Regions from separate parts of the Mus musculus genome. Here region 2 is linked to region 1. Evidence: chromatin contacts called from public promoter capture Hi-C data. All regions are on one chromosome and are shown on one strand. The core of a region is the stretch at or near the end of the contact, and the rest is flanking DNA. Distances in the headings are between cores, read along the strand shown. Region 1 overlaps Rxfp2 (relaxin/insulin-like family peptide receptor 2). Region 2 has its middle 21 kb from the start of Gm52797.

Region 1 (5,395 bases), core at 962-3,461:
ATTTCCTAACATCTAATCATCTCCTTGACTTGTTTACTTTTTTTTTTTTTTTTTTTTTTTGGTTTTTCGAGACAGGGTTTTTCTTTATAGCCCTGGCTGCCCTGGAACTCACTTTGTAGACCAGGCTGGCCTCAAACTCAGAAATCTGCCTGCCTCTGCCTCCCGAGTGCTGGGATTAAAGGCGTGCACCACCACGCCCGGTGCTTTTTTTTTTTTTTTTAAATAAAAGAATAATAATTGTGAGGTAGGGCAGTGTCCTGAAGGTCAGAGCTTTCTAGGTTTTTGCATTTCTTTGAACAACAAATGGAAAGATTTACAGGAACTTGCAGGCATCATTAATATTTTAGCTTTTGACAAGGTGCTCTAAAATCTCTGTCACCTTACATTTCATATTGATTCATTAGAAAAATAGTATTCTATTATCCAAACATTAGAAAGGCTCCCCCCAGGGAAGAAAAGTCAGTCCTTCCAAAGGATTGTGTCTGCTTCCTGAGACTCTAGCTAGCAGCCATGATCAGGAGGGGCTGGTGGGAAGCTCCTCTTCCCTGACAGCAGGCCTTCGGAACACAGTGTTTGCAGTGTTGTGTGAGAAAACAGTCTGAAAATGTGACTGGAATTCTCAGCGGAGGTCAGGCCTCTCGTTTTAACTCAGGCAGATAGTCCCCTCGTTTGTCACTTGCCTACAACTTCCCTGACAAGAGGGCCTCCAGGGGTGGAACTCCTGGACCCTGGCTTCCAAATAACTATACGAACAGAAAGTAAAGACAATCGACTCGCTTTAAATCTGTAAAATTGTGGCTTGCTTCGTGATAGGTTTCCGAAGGCAACGATGCTTGCTAGTGCCTGTTCAATATTGTAGCGGACCACTAACCTAACAGAGGTAATCAAGAGGCCGAGACAGTGTAATGAATACCAGAAGAGGGGTTACAAGTGTTGCCGTCTATGGATGGTGACTGTAAACCGGAAAGTGCTGGAACAATAATGAGAGAAGCAAGATTTTCTCCACAGCCAGATGTAGCGAATCAGCAAACAATTAGAAAGTAAGATGACCAAACATGCTGCTGCTTCTCTTCTTCTTCTTCTTCTTCTTCTTCTTCTTCTTCTTCTTCTTCTTCTTCTTCTTCTTCTTCTTCTTCTTCTTCTTCTTCTTCTTCTTCTTCTTCTTTCTCCTTCTCCTTTCTCCTTTCTCCTTTCTCCTTTTCTCCTCTTTCTCCTTTCTTTCTCCTTTCTTTCTCCTTTCTTTCTCCTTTCTCCTTTCTTCTCCTTTCTCCTTTCTCCTTCTCCTTCTCTTCTCCTCCTCCTCCTTCTCTTCTCCTTTCTCCTCCTCCTCCTCCTCCTCCTCCTCCTCCTCCTCCTCCTCCTCCTTCTAACATCATCAACAGCTACGTACCTAGGGATAGACCTAAAGCACGTCCTACAAGATGTTTATGTGTATGCTATCCTTGAGAAAAACCAATGATGTAACTAAATAGTGGAAACAAGGAAAAAGCTTGAGGAACTAGAAGGTAAGGGCTGGAAGACAGGGAGGAGGGCTTAAAACACTCTGCAGGGCACGACTCAGACTTTGTAAACACAATTGTCCAGCAGCTGTGGTTGCCTGCACTGGGCATGCGCAAGACTGAACCTGTCAACAATCAATCATAGATTGGGGAGGAACCCCTGGGGGCCCCACCTCTCCCAGATAAACTGCTGGTTTCGGGTAGATTCTGGGACAGGTTATGGGTAGATTGTTTACAGTTATGTACCCAACGGGACCCACCAGGCTTCAGCAGATAGTTCCTGCCGTTCCAGGGCGGACCTGGGTTAAAACACTCCGCGAGATGAAAGACAATAGGCGTGGAAGTGAGATAGGGGGCCTTAGAGAGGAAGGAGGGCACTGGGTCCCTGGAACTGGAGTTACAGGTGCCTGTGAACCACCGTGTAGGTATTGGTAACTAAACCAAGATCCTCTGGAAGAGTAGCAAGCTCTTTAACCCGGGAACCTTCTCTCCAGCCCTCCTTAGGATTTTAAAAGCAGTGACACACAATTTGGGCTGGACATGAAGTCACGCAAGCCCTAATACACTCCTGGGAATGTTCAAGAGAACACCGGCTTTGGAAAACAGCAGCTCGCCATCTGCTGAGCTTGGAGCTTTGCAAAGTGTATGCATCATCAGGCTCTCTCTGAGTCTGCAGAAATGTGTGCAAAGTGCGCCCGAAGACACCCCCACACCCCCGCACCCCCCGCTCTCCACCCCCATCCCTGCTGCCAGAACATTCTCAAAAGCACCACTCACCACAGTCCCAAACTGGGAACGACCTAAATGTCTGTGAAAGGGAAGAAGTGCAAAAGATAGCGTGGGGATCCCTCAGCGGCATACTACACAGTCTGGAAAAGTGCCAAAGTGATTTCTGATGTGTTTATAAAAGAGAAAGAGAAAAGGACATGTTCTATGGAGGTGTGGCAAAGTGTGGGGGAAGGGGTGTCTCAGCGGGCCCATGCTGAGGCATCCCTTCCCCCTGAGGGACCAGTTACACGACAGTATAGTATAGAATAGAGTTTATTCAGGGTATGGAGATGTGAGTTAAGAGGGTAGTAGAGGCAGAGAAAGGCAGAGAGAGAGACAGAGAGAGAGAGAGAGAGAGAGAGAGAGAGAGAGAGAGAGAGAGAGAGAGAGAGAGAGTATAGAGAAGTAGAGGCTGACCATGAGCACATGGAGAGAGGGGGAAAGGAATGGGGAGGTGGGGTAAGGGGACAGGGAGCAAGATGGGAAGAGCCCAAAAGAACAAGAGAGTGAGGAGGGGGAAAGTAGCCCCTTTTATAGCTGGCCAGGCCTACCTGGCTATTGCCAGGTAACTGTGGGGCAGAGCAAACCTGGCTGTTGCCAGGTAACTGTGGGGTGGCCCAGCTTCCTTTACTTTCTCTGTCTATCTTGTCTCTTTTCAGGAAAACATTCCCAGAAGGAAAGGTACCGAGATTTTTTTTTTAATATTTATTTTATTTATATGAATACAGTGTAACTGTCTTCAGATACACCAGAAGAGGGCTTCAGATCCCATTACAGATGGTTGTGAGCCACCATGTGGATGCTGGGAATTGAACTCAAGACCTCTGGAAGAGCAATCAGTGGTCTTAACCACTGAGCCATCTCTCCAGCCCCATACTGGGATTTTTTTTTATGCACTGTTCTTTGCATTGGAAATACATGTTGTTTCCCTTTTCCACTCCCTTTTTATTTCACATTCATTTCTGAAGCCATTTCTGGGGAAATCTCCCCGAGCCTTCCCGAGACCGGCACTCCAGATTATGAGCCCCCCTCACAAACCACCACCTCCAAAGTCCTTTCTTGGCAATCCTTGCAGTGTTCGATTCTAGTTGATTTTGGTTTTTGTCACACAGTGTGACAAGTCTTGCCTGACGGAAAGAAATTATTCATTTCGACTGTTCCTGTGGCAAGGAAAGTTCTCGATTTCTAGCACGTGACATGTATCTCAGAAGTCGTCATCGACGCATGAAATATTCAGGAATAGGCAGGGCTGTTTCTGTGAGCGAGCAACCCATACACACAGTTTACACAATCAAGGAGGCAGACCGACCCCGGCGTCAGTGAACCCGGTGGAAGGGTGCCTAATCCTTCCCGGTGGATGGCTTTAGCTTTCCCTGAGCTCCCCAAGACACGCCCCCCTCTGATCTTCCCATCTTCACAGTTTTAAGTCAAGTCTGTGCCATCTTACCTCAGGCAAAAATCGCTCATTTACATCCCTGGAAGAGAACCAAGCTTCCACGTTTTAAAGTATCTCCCTCACTTACATAAAAGGGAGTTGGGTATAGAAATACGTACAGGGTTAGGTACGTCCTACGTCCGTTGAAACGGACTGACTCAGAGGAACTGTGAATGGGAGGTCGGGACTGCAGTTCAGCGGTATAGTGGACAGAGCCCTGGGTGCAGACCAAGGCAGTGCTTTCCCCCTTAAATGAGAGTTGGAGATACAAGCAGTGGCTAAGCAGACGGTCTCTACCTAAGACACAAAGACGTTAGCCGGGCGTGGTGGCGCACACCTTTAATCCCAGCACTCGGGAGGCAGAGTCAAGAGGGTTTCTGAGTTCAAGGCCAGCCTGGTCTACAAAGTGAGCTCCATGACAGCCAGGGCTATACAGAGAAACCCTGTCTCGAGAAAAACAAACAAACAAACAAAACCAAACCAAAACAAAACAAAACAAAAAAAGACACAAAGATGTAGATGAGGAATGAGAGAGACAAGGAGACTCAGATAACAAAGCTACCTTTTGCTAGACATCTGTTTTGACATGATTAATTTCTCCTATAGGATTGGAATGACAATTACCATTAAGGCTGTCAGGCAGGTAAACTTGCATATTCAAAGTTTTGAATTACTACCCATTAAGAGGCTGTATATTGTTAGTGTGGGGTTAGTAATTCCTTTGCCAAATATTTGTCTCCATCACCTCCAAAATTAAAATAATAAAATGATTTACAAATAGAATTAACATGATAAATGATCCAGGTCAGTTCAATCCAGATATACACAGATTGTATAACAAAAATTACCATAGTCTTTTTTTTTTTTTTAATGACTTGGGGATGAAGCGCCAGTTCAGTAGTTAAGGGAATTGGCTGCTTTTCCAGAGGACCTGGGTTCAGTTGCCAGCACTCTCTTATTGGGACACAACCACCTGTAACCCCAAGATCTGGATCTAGCGCCATCTTCTGGCCTCTGTAGGAACTGCATGCATGTGGTATCTTCTGACTTTTGGAAAGGACCCCACTCTACTGTGGGCAAATCTCACATATGCTTCTATATGAAACACTTTTCCTAGAAGCAAAGCCTGCTGTGGTGTTTTCACTTGTACTTTCAGAGTCAGGTTCAATAGTAGCTTGAGGCAGCTGAGTGCAGCTGCTCTGAGCGAGCCAGGAAAGACCCTCTCTGGCTGGTCACCCAAAGGGGTGATCTCAATAAAACCCTTTGCTCATAGCCAGCAGGAAAGCAATGGAGACTCTGTAAGCAGAACAGGGGGGTGGAGCTGGATCATCCACAAGACAAAACGTCTGAACTATTAGAATGAGCTGGGGGTCAGTCTGCCTATGTGGATACACCCATGAGTCCACTTGTAGTGGGTCAAAAACGGGATGACATTTTCTCCAACCTCACAAACAAGTTTAGGGCCAAGCACAGGGAGAATTTATATTTGGAGAAGTAGGGAATAAGACAGCTTTAAGAAGTAGTTTAAAATCCAAATCCTTCAAAACCTCCATGAATAGAGGCTTGGGAGGTGGGTCCGTGGTAAAGAGCACTGACTCCTCTTCCAGATGATGAGAGTTCGATTCCCAGCACCTGCATGAGACTGTAACTCCGGTTTCCAGGGGTTCTCATTCCCTTTTCTGACCTCCACCAC
Region 2 (5,395 bases), core at 1,121-3,620, 130 kb before region 1:
GGCACAGGCTACATAGGGGAGAGGAGGGATACTATCTCATGTCCCTCATGTGCTGACATTTGGAACATAATGACCCAGCCTGAGTGTAATGGGCTTAAAACTGTACCCAATAGCCTTTTTGAAAGCAGGAAGTCTTTTTGGGAGACAACAAAAGTTGACCAAGACCAGATGGAAGACGGGGCAGAGGGGCCTGATAAGTGGGGTGCCCGGATACAGGCAGGAGGCTGGACCAGAGGAAGTTCCTCCATTCCCAGGGACTATGCACTTAAGGGATGTTGCCCTCAGAATTTAAAGTGGCTTCTAGATCCTCTTCCAGACCATGTGGGCAGCATCAGATGGCCATGCTACAGAAGCTGAAGTGGTGGGGTACGATACAGCTTCATGCCACCCTCTGAGGGGCCAGTGCATCCTGGGAGTGAGGGAGGCTTTGCTTGGCAGTGGGCAGCATGACGTGGTGACGCAGGACCACTTCTCTGTGGCCTTTCTGTATTTCGGCAAGAGACTCGAGCACATCTCTTAGAGCAGAGGCCATAGAGCATCAGGCCCAGCAGGATATGCCAGGGACGGTGTCAGTATGTCCTCTCCACACGGGTCCAGGGAAATCCACCCCCTTAGGCTGCGGTAGGCAGACAATGGGTCAAGGCAGTCTGACTTTGGTACTTTTTTCGAGGAAGTATATTATAGAAAACCTATGATTTCCCTATGGAGGGCAACAGTCTGTGGCTTTCTGAAGCAGGACACAAGAGCAATCTTGCAGACTTGCTAAGATCTTTGCTGTGAGAGAGGATGGAGACAGTGACATCTGAGCCATCTGCTAGTCTTGTTCCTTAACAGGCAGCATTCGTGTAAATCTAGGCTGACCTCAAACACGCTTATTCTGCCTATGGCTGCCTAATGGTAGCACAGGCACTCAAATTAGATGTCCTGTGTAGGGCTGTATGGTGAATAGCGGTAAATAATTTTATTCACAAATTGGGAGCCCCAGCTTCTTTCTCCTGGCCCCTGCCTAATTACTAACTTATTGGCATTTTATTTTGGTAGAAAGATTTTTGAAACACGGTGCCAATAGAGCTCAGACCCAGTGGTTAGGAAACGGTTAAAGAGAAAAATATAAAGTTCTTGAGCAACACACCCGGAAATATGTTTAAGGGTGGCACATAGGGGGAGATGACAGCAATGGGTTCATTTCTCAAAGCAAGTCTCTTCTGCCCCAAACTGGATCAAGATGTGATCAGGATGTGTTCTTGGTCATGGCCTGAGAGGCGAGGAAGAGGTCGTATCTCAGAATGGGCCATCCACGCTGGGCAGCCCTATCTCATCCTACGGTTGAATGTTCATGACATGGGAGTGCAGACCACTGACCTCCTGTGACCCCCTAGCACCCACCAATGAAATTTTAGATTACCTAATCCGACAGAGTTCCTCTGGTTCCCTATATGAAGGCCTGCCTATGCGCCTTTGTCTATGGCCGCCATTTTAGAGAATGGTTGATCTCCCTCCCCAGCATGTTGGATATTTCTGCAGAATAAACACTCTTTGATTTTGAATACTATCTGAGTCTGGGGTCTTCATTCATCAAGATTTTCAGACCCTTACAGAGACAGACAGAGGGATTTGACAGACAGAAGGACAGGGGAGTGGGCATTCCTGGCAGGATTAACAGCCTAGGAGAGCATTTCACACAGCGTTTTGAAGTCCGTGTGGTGTGTCAGTCTGTGTCATTCAAGAACAGCTGACATCAAGATGATCTTTCGGTGTGACTGTGGAGGGAAATGAGGCAGAGGTAGCCCTGCCATCTGCCGTCAAGGATCCGTGGAAGCTTCAACTCTGCCAACAGGAAACAGATTGAACAAGAATTCTGACAAAAGTGTGACACTCGCAACTCCTGAGCAGCAGAGGTCCTGGGAGGTTGAGGCGCAGACGTGTGGGGTGGGGGGTGGACAGATGGGCAGGACCGAGCAGGGATCTGCTCGAATTTAACAAACCCAGGAACCCATCGTTCTCAGCTCTGACTGTCAGCAAATGTGTACTCCAGAACATCCTTGATTCCCAACAGCTCTCGTCAGAGGCACCTCCTGCTTCTTGTCTGCAGATGGCAGACCTCACAAGTGGCACCATGGGAGACACAGTGCCAAGGAGCAAAAAAAAAAAAAAAAAAAAAAACCAAAACCCCCCAAAACTCTGCTTGCATGCCCCGTGTTGTATAAATGATGATAATACGCTGTTAAAACTGGCAAGTCTCGTCGAAGACAGTCAGCTCAAACACTGTGGGAATTGGGGAGAATTTGGCAGGAGGACTGAGCACAGGGAGGACGTGGAAGCCAGGGTTCTGTGGCCAAGAAAGCCGAGGACAAAGGCAAAAAGTCTGAGCTAGAGGGTGGTAAGAGGACTTGGACCTGAGCCTCGGCTCCTCTATTGGGTCTGTGAGCTCAGGCCATTCACGCTTCTCTGAGCCTTGGCCTCAGCAAGTAGAAGAGGAGACAGGGGCAGCACATCACTTGAGGGTGCTATGTGCTCCCCTCCCAAGGATGCTGAGAACAGCACCGGAGCAGCACAGCTAACCTCAGCCCTTGTACAGAGTGCGTTTCTGAGACTGGTCTCCGGAGCTGAGGTTTATGGGGTAGGGGTAAGGTTACAGCAGGAAAAGCCGTGAAGCCTCCTGGGTAGGAAAGGAGGAGCAGTTGTGTGTCCATCTCTCCCTCCCTTCCATTCTCACGCTCTGTTTAAACAAATGCCATGCTATGGATGGAATGAGAAGGGCCGAGTGTCCTCGAAGGACCTCCCGGCACCTCCCACGGTGTGAGCGAGGGGGAGGGGTGAGCGATGTCGAGGGCTTACTCTGCACAGACATGCAAGCCTTCAGTGGCCTTTCTATTCAGTGGCCTGCAGCTTGCCCACCTGTTCCCATCACACACAATTGTGCATGCTCACTCGGCTTACCAGTTTATCGTTGGGCCCACCCTTGTCCGTTTGTCTGGCATCCCCTTCAAACGTGTTCATTGTGACTGTCGAATAGGAATCCAAGTATTCACATCTGCTCCTCCCTCAAAGCTTCAGGCGTAGAAAAAGTGACATTTAAAAAAAAAATCTCCGAGTCTCTCACATTCAAGAACATGTTCTTGGAGCCTCTCAGCTAAGTCACAGTTTTGAAGAGTTGGGAGGTTCAACAAGGCAACCACCATAAGCGCTTCCCACCTGAAGACACCCTGAGTCTGCAAGGTAGGGGACTAGCAGTCTGTGAATCCAGCTTGAAGACACCCCGCATCAGTGAGGGAGGGACCAAGTGTGTGAATTCAGCCAACACAGATCAGCTATGTTTTGGAAGGGCTTTGGGATAGTGCAGTCTTTCTTTCTCTCCGTGTTCTCTCAAGCATAGGTCTGGACAATTATCAAAGCAAGTAGGAGTATTTCATCAGACTCTGGAAGCTTCTAGTTCAGTGGACTTTATTCCCCTCATGCACATGGGTGATGTGCATTCTTCACTTAATGGATCCTACCACGGGCTCTGACTTTACATGCATGACAGTGTGTGGAAACAAGACAGCCAAGCACATGAATTCATAACACACGGTACGAAGGTGCTTCGAGTGGAGGCTGATAACTACTACGTGACTCGGGGAAATCATTTAATTAATATTTCTGAGCCTCACTTTCTTGCAAAGATAACACTGTCTTTCCCCAGGAGGCTGTGCATTGGTGTGTGCACCCAGGATGTTAGTTATTAATTACTGTTATTCTAGCTATAAGAGGACGCCACTTTGACATGTCATCAGCGCACACAAAGCGGTGATGCAGCTCTCCTGATCTCCCTCAGCAGTCAGCCATGTTCCTGCCAAGCCAGACTACCACAGTGCTCTTCTGTCCTTGCCTCAAAGCAACATGACTTGGCTGAGGAGACCAGCACAGCTGGGTCTCAGTCCTACAACCAGCTAATGTATCGCTTACTAAAAGATCTTTGTCTCCTTTATATGATTTGGATTGTTTGTTTATTTGTTTGTTTTGAGACAGGGTTTCTGGAAAGCCAGAGTTCCTGGCTGTCCTGGAACTCACTCTGTAAACCAGGCTGGCCTCGAACTTAGAGATCTGCCTGCCTCTACCTCCCGAGTGCTGGGATTAAAGGTGTGAGCTACCACTGCACGGCTATAATTTGGATTTTAAACGTCAGCACAAAACCAATGTATTAGACAGCTGATATCCAGGGAGGTGATATTTGGAAATGGCAGAAGTTCTAAGAGGTGGGTACCAGTCACAGGTCTTCAGTCACTGGTTACATGGAACCCTGTTTCTGTCCTTAACTGCTCTCTGGCTTCCTGGGCCTGGAAAGAACAACACCTTTAGGAAGTTAGGAAGCCAGCCAATCACACCCCTACACTTGCATCAAAGTGAACTTTTTCTTTGTAAGTTGACTACCTCAAGATATTTGTTACTGTGACAGAAAAGTAACTAACATACTATGTAAGTGGACAGTGAACCACTCCACCCCCAGGAAACACTTCTAATGATCGGTCTCTATGCCCTACAGTACATATGGGATTTGCTCAGTAAATGTCTGTTGGGTGAGCAAAAAGAGGAATGATGGAGCCTGCCATCTCAGAGATGGGAGAATACTGGATAAGTCTGGCTGCTGAAACAGAATGCGTGAACAGAGAAGCGAGCACTGAGCATGGTGGACACTAGGCTGGGCAAGCGGTGTCTGAGTATGAAAGTGTGCATATGATCCACGAAGGCCAGAGAGCTCGACATATCCCCTAGGTGACGTAACAGGTGATTGTGAGCAATCCCATGGTGGGTGCTGTCAACCCAACTTGATTCCTCTGCACGAGCTGTATGTGCATCAACCTAACTTGAGTCCTCTGCAAGGGCAAGTTTTGCTTTTCACATGTATTATCTTACTAAATCTTTACGGCTGTATCTTCTACCTCAACACTGGCAGTCTGTCTTGAATCACTTGAGTGCACCACACGTCAGAGTTATCAGAGAACAGAGCTACCTGTTCACAGCAGCTTGCAAACGTCGCTCTGTGTCCATCTCTAAAACTGGAGCGTGGATAAACTGGGCCATGTATTCAGAGCTGGGAGAGAGGCGTGTTTGCATTCTGGTGGAAGATAACGCATTCCTGGACAATTATAACTCACGATGGCACGTGACAGAAACTGTGAGCTTCACTTTCTCACTAAAGCAGTTCTCTGAGGATTAGACAAACAGCCACACCCCTTTCTCTGATTGTCGAAATCTGGTCACTTTGAATAACAGACATTCACAGAACCGATGCCCTCTTCTGCTGTGTCTGAAGACATCTACAGTGTACTTATATACATAAAATAAATAAATAAGTCTAAAACAAAAAAAAAAAACAAAAACAAAACCAGCTGAACCATCTGTTAGGAGTAACCCA

Evidence for each region. Promoter capture Hi-C pulls out the DNA fragments that hold promoters and counts their contacts.
Region 2: a contact with region 1 is called in a promoter capture Hi-C map of hippocampal neurons, with 2.9 times the contacts expected there. The contact joins two enhancer-like sites. A contact is called at or near these places in 3 of 39 promoter capture datasets (embryonic stem cells, hippocampal neurons and stem cell-derived epiblast-like cells) and 4 of 484 Hi-C or Micro-C datasets (Sertoli cells, embryonic stem cells and muscle stem cells).

Annotation. Positions count from the first base shown.
Region 1 is chr5:150,023,692-150,029,086 of GRCm38.p6, reverse strand. All of the region lies in intron 1 of Rxfp2 (relaxin/insulin-like family peptide receptor 2), which reads right to left. Among named protein-coding and RNA genes, the nearest start is that of Rxfp2, 7.7 kb to the right of the region's middle. Within about 2 kb of position 2,211, at least 18 of the 459 cell types and tissues checked have an H3K27ac peak or open chromatin away from gene starts, as enhancers often do. A contact at or near this core is called in hippocampal neurons and muscle stem cells, where this site is marked.
Region 2 is chr5:150,149,631-150,155,025 of GRCm38.p6, reverse strand. It overlaps a transcript of Fry not described here. Among named protein-coding and RNA genes, the nearest start is that of Gm52797, 21 kb to the right of the region's middle. Within about 2 kb of position 2,370, at least 59 of the 459 cell types and tissues checked have an H3K27ac peak or open chromatin away from gene starts, as enhancers often do. A contact at or near this core is called in hippocampal neurons and muscle stem cells, where this site is marked.